Linked DNA regions of Danio rerio: region 2 is linked to region 1. Evidence: chromatin contacts called from public Micro-C data. All regions are on one chromosome and are shown on one strand. The core of a region is the stretch at or near the end of the contact, and the rest is flanking DNA. Distances in the headings are between cores, read along the strand shown.

The links. Hi-C and Micro-C count contacts between places; a contact is called where the count stands out from the background.
Region 2: a contact with region 1 is called in a Micro-C map of caudal fin, with 4 times the contacts expected there. The contact joins the enhancer-like site here to the promoter of eif4g1a in region 1. A contact is called at or near these places in 3 of 18 Hi-C or Micro-C datasets (caudal fin, gastrula embryo and an unstated tissue) and 2 of 4 datasets of contacts at active chromatin or transcription factors (embryo and gastrula embryo).

What each region holds. Positions count from the first base shown.
Region 1 is chr2:19,167,920-19,170,627 of GRCz12tu, forward strand. eif4g1a (eukaryotic translation initiation factor 4 gamma, 1a) reads left to right here and starts at 1,256. Exons shown (of 32, transcript NM_001080200.1): 1 at 1,256-1,411; 2 at 1,526-1,643.
Region 2 is chr2:19,202,686-19,205,566 of GRCz12tu, forward strand. eif4g1a (eukaryotic translation initiation factor 4 gamma, 1a) reads left to right here. Exons shown (of 32, transcript NM_001080200.1): 26 at 44-169; 27 at 279-360; 28 at 446-544; 29 at 1,514-1,648; 30 at 1,780-1,861; 31 at 1,966-2,106. Among named protein-coding and RNA genes, the nearest start is that of fam131aa, 16 kb to the right of the region's middle. Within about 2 kb of position 1,571, at least 3 of the 62 cell types and tissues checked have an H3K27ac peak or open chromatin away from gene starts, as enhancers often do. A contact at or near this core is called in caudal fin, where this site is marked.

The sequences.
Region 1 (2,708 bases), core at 6-2,505:
GATAACTTTACTCTACTTGCACTATATTTTTGGGCAAGTAATGGTACTTTTACTTGAGTATGATTTTTCAGCATTCTTTTTATCACTGGCAATTAATTTGTCCGGTGCCTGATTTGACAATTTTTTTTCTCATCATAAAGCCAAACTTAATAATTTATGTAAATATAACGATACAGTCAAAAGAAATGACAGGCCTGTCAAATTTTAGTATGTCATTAAAGAATCTCAAAAAACTAAAGAATCTCAAAATGTTTGGAACAACTTATTTATTGAAAAATAAAGGAAAACTAAACACACAATCCTGAGGTGTTCCGATATTTACAACCTTACATTTTATACGTGAATACAGGCCCATAGGGGAGGTTTAAGTGGATCGGAAGACCCACCCCTCACTGACAAAGGTCCAGAATTTGTCCCATACCAAAGCTCATTTATCCCATTTTGACTGCTAAGCCATAATGAATTGTGAAAATAACACATCGAAAAAGTGTTTGAGCCCAAGCCGAATCCTGTTGGCTGTCGGTACAGAATTTGGGATACCGAATTTGGCAATTTTGATGCCAGAATCAGTGTATCAAATTCTGAATGAGAAAGTTGAATGTGCTGGCCAGTTTGTTATTTGTCTCATAAATGATAATGGGCTACACTTTTTTTTTAAAAACAGATTCTTATTTTTTCCAATGATATTTGATGTTATAAATTTCATTCATTTTCTTGTCAGCTTAGTCCCTTTATTAATCCGGGTGTGCCACCATGGAATGAACCGCCAACTTATCCAGAACATGCAAACTCCACACAGAAATGCCAACTGACCCAGCTGAGGCTTGAACAAGCGACCCTCTCGCTGTGAGGCGACAGCACTACCTACGGCACCACCTTTATTAAATTTGTATTTTTAAAATAAGCATATATTTTTGTATATATTATTGTATTATTTCTTTATTCCAAATCTCTTTTTTTGTTACATCAATGTTTTGGAACATCAAAAAGTGTGACCATGCGAAAAGCTGATCCAGAAAAAAAGTGTTTAAAATCCTATTTCGATAGGCTGGCTGCAGGCCTGGAATATGTATTTATTTTCCGTATGCGAGGCTATAATAAATACATTTAGATTATTCGATAGAGACTTTTATTATCGCGCCGTATGATTTCTACCCTTGGCGAATGACCCCGCAGCGCTCAGGTTGATTAACCCGGAAGTACCCACGCATCTCACTGAGCACTCCGTCCGGTTCTGCGGGCTCAAGGGGAGAAGCGCTGAAGCACCATGGCTCTGCTCTAATCGCGTTTATTAAGACAAGTGTGATCAACTTACCGGCAATCCGTCACCATCCGCGCCTTAAACATGGACCTCCAGTCAAGAGGCTCGTCCTGGGGCCATCAGCTCTGTCGGCAGTAACATCTGAAAACTGTATTTATTCTCTTTTTCCCCCATACTGTCACTTTTTCTCGCCTTTGCACGCTACATGGGATTTAAACCTAAAGTGTCAGCCGCTAGCCAACACTTCTCCCTCTGTTTACCCAGATATTCCCGAGGAAACCAAGACGCCCTCCGTTAACAACGAAGAATAGCAAAAAGAAACTTTCCAGAAACACGTTGACGACGTCTCGCCCTCAAGTTTCCCCGTTTGTCTGCGGAGCCGGTGAGTAATCCTACTGCCTATGCTAACTTTGATAGCCGCGTTTAAACCGATAATCGCAGGGGCCAAGCGGGCCTAGATTGACACTGGCGACGGGTTTAATGCTGAGTTGTGTTCGCCTATCAAACTATTTTTTCCGTTAAACGCTCTCCCTTAAGTTGCCACTAATATCTGTGTAGTATTTTCTCCATGTTGGGTGTTATTTCCTCGGTTTTTCGCTATTCCAGTTTCACGCTTTCGTATTGCTCGTGTTTCGGGGTGTCAATCTGCTGACATATCGGGAATATAAATACACGAGACTATTTGACCCCGTAAGGTTTGTGTTAAAATGACATATGAACTGTTGATGAGTCGGTTGTTCTGTTGTATTTAAACGCATTTGTTTCCGTTAAACGTCTTATCATCTCGTGATGAATTGTGGGAATGCCAGCACGAGGACGGTGGAATAAGTTTGTCCGGTGCGTAATTTAACGTTTTTTCCTCATCAAAAAGCCAAACTTTACATTAAGTTGTGTATATATAACGATACAGTCAAAATAAACGACATGCCAGTCAGATTCCAGTGTGTCATTGATTTGGAGAGGGAAGCTAATAAGCTAGTGCGGGCGACTGCACACTTCCCCACACGTTTATTGAGGGCCCAGTTTGTTTTTGCTAAATCTACACATAGTTTCCGACGTGGGTTTATGTGTATAGCGTGTTGTTGATGTGGTTAACTTTTTTGTTCTAAAACGAAAAGCTTGTTTTGGTGGAGACCGCTGAGAGTATGTTAACGTGTCAGTGCCATATGGAGGAGGCTAGCGCTGTTAGCCGCGCCGGCAGAGCATCATGGCTGCGGTGTGACACGTCTGTAGGAGAAGCGCGCTGCTTCATCGCACTTTCGGGAACAGAGCTTGCAGGAAACTTAACATTTTGGAAATTACCCCATAATTTTTTTTTCTTTTTAACTGCATGCACTTTAGTGTTTATGTGGATAACCTGATTAAACATTTTCTGTTTTATGTTATTAACATTATTTTACTACGTTTTTATGTTGGAGTTTCGCTTTCTGCGTTAAATTGAGTATCT
Region 2 (2,881 bases), core at 321-2,820, 35 kb after region 1:
GACGCTATACTCACGTTTGGATGTTGAATTTCCCTCACCCCAGACTGCAGGAGATTCTTGAGATCGCAGATGACATGGCTATTGACATTCCCCACATTTGGCTTTATTTGGCTGAAATCATCACCCCCATGCTACAGGACGGTGGCATCCCCATGGGCCAGCTCTTTAGGTTAGACATTTATTCTTTGTAAACTCCAGATTTAGATATTAAATCATCAGGGCAAATAGACTAGGCACACCTAAACCCTTTTGACCTTTCCAAATGTTTTGTTTGACAGGGAAGTGTCCAAACCTCTACTGCCTATGGGCAAAGCTGCCATCCTGCTTGTTGACGTTCTTAACATTTTCTGCAAAGGACTGGTGAGAATCACACTGTGGCAAATGTTGAGTTACCCAAAATCACTGCAGTTAAGGAATTATGTGCATGTCTTTTATTATATTCCAGAGTCACAAAAAAGCTGGAGCCATGTGGCTGGAGGCTGGACTCAGCTGGAAAGACTTTCTGCCTGAAGATGAGGATGTCAATAAGTTTGTTACAGAACAGGTGCTTGAAGCTGAACATTATCAAAATAATATAGTAGTAAATTATATAACCTGAATGAGTGATTTGATCATTTGCACAGACAACGTTTTATTTACCGTATGAATCAGCATATTTTAAGTTTGATCCAATTATTCAGTGACCAAATACATTTTTAATGGTTGCTAGTCACTATTTGTGCAACTATGTAATGCTACAACCTTCTTTTGAAGTTTCAAATAATGATTTCAATTGTAAATTGAGTACTTTGACTATTTGAATATTTCTAACAAAGAAGCAAGAGTTTAGATTGAAATGACTTAAGCTGTTTCATAATACTTAACTTGCACAATAACTGCTCTCTGTGGTCATTGGCAGATTTAAATGTACTACTGTCATCCTCAGAAGTATAATTCTAATTGTGACCATTTAGGATTAAAATGATGTAGGCATTTATATTGAGATTGCAATCAAAAATGAAAATGTGTTGAAAAAGTGCTTCCAAACCTTTTTTTTTTTTTTTTTTTTTTGAACACAAAAGATAATTTAAAGAAATCTGAAAACCTGTAACCATTTACTTCCAAAGAAGGAAAAACAAATATTAGCTGCATGTTCTCAGTTTTTTTTTTTCATTGAAACAATTCTTGTTTAACCGAAAAAAAAGATTTGAAATGAGTGAAGGGTGACAGATTTTTTTTATTTTTTGGTGAACTGTGCCTTTAATTTTGTCTTCAAAGTAATAATATTGAACAATAATATGCTTAAACCTGTTGATTTTTATTGTTTTGCAAACATGTCCCTGCAATAATCATCTGTTAATCTTTTGTACTTGCTAGAAATATATTTATAATTGATTAATTGCACTTAATTATGCTTTGCAAAAACATTTTTGTGCATATGTATGCAGATAGAGTATATATGTTCAAGCATAATACAAACATAGCAATGTATAAATATCTGAGCCTGAAGGTCATAAAGATGATGTATTTTCAGAAAATGGAGTTCACACTGGGCGAGGAGTCTGAGAAGCCCAGCAAGAAAGAGCTGACTGCTGAGGAGCTGAGTAAACATTTGGACAGGTTGTTACAAGAAAAAGCCAACAACCAGAGGATCTATGACTGGGTAGAGGTGAGCGCTTGTGCTTTGGCTGAGATTCAAGGCTCTGCAAACAGACATTAAGGCATCGCAGCGATCTGCATTATGGGTATAGTAGTATGCGCATGGGACTTGCACTGACTGCCGTTTTTTTTCTTTTAAAGGCCAATCTGGATGAGCAAAAGATGAGCTCTAGTCAGTTTGTGCGAGCACTGATGATGTCAGTGTGCCAGTCTGCCATTATATGTGAGTGAATCCATTACATGCTGTTGACGGTAGTTTGACTTCAGACCTGATCTCTCTCTGGTCTGTGCTCGATGTTAATTGTGTGCATTAATGAACCATTATAGGTGAGAACCCTTACCGTGTGGACGTGGAGCAGATTAACCAGAGGGCAAAGCTGCTGCAGAAGTACCTTTCTGATGAACAGAAGGAGCTGCAGGCACTCTACGCTCTCCAGGCTCTCATGGTGCAGATGGAGCAGCCGGCCAGTGAGTGGCGCTTTTGTTTTTATAATCTTCCTTTAAACTCACATGAATTGATATTGCACTAGACTGATTGAAAATTGGAGTCATATAAAAGTCATATAAAAATTGGAATATACCCGGTTGTTAATTTACAAGATTTTTAATGATGAAATAAAGGAAGTATGGAGTATGGAGAGAAGTATTTTTTTTAATGTATATTAGAATGTTGCTCAGTTTATTTTCACCTCTTACCAAGCATTTCTACCGTGATTAAAGAAGACATTGATGATATTTAAAAGAAATAGGCTTTTTAAGGAACACAATGCAGCACTAGGCCTTATATATTTGCCAGCTATTTGAGTTATTTAAAATAATGAAATTTAATACGATCACATTTTGTTTTTATAAATATAGGTCAGTATGTTTCAGGTTTGTTTTGTTATTTTATTGATTTTTTTAAATTTTATTTTTAAAAAGATTGTTACACTGAATTGTAACTTTTTTTTGTCTGTAGTTATTTTATTAAACTGATATTTAACTTTTAGATATTTTAGTTTGATGCAAACTCTAAAATACTCTAAAATAAAACATTTTATTTTTAGTTAAGCTGTGTATAAATGCTATATATTTTTAGATTCTTTAAAAAAATATATATATTTTAGCATGTCAGCATTGTGCTCCAGTCCAGTCTAATATGCTGATATTATCCTTTATAACACATTTCAGTGTAGGATTTTCAAGAAACATTTGCATTAGTTTGACAGCTTTTGTAACATTCTAAATTAGAAATGTGAAAAGT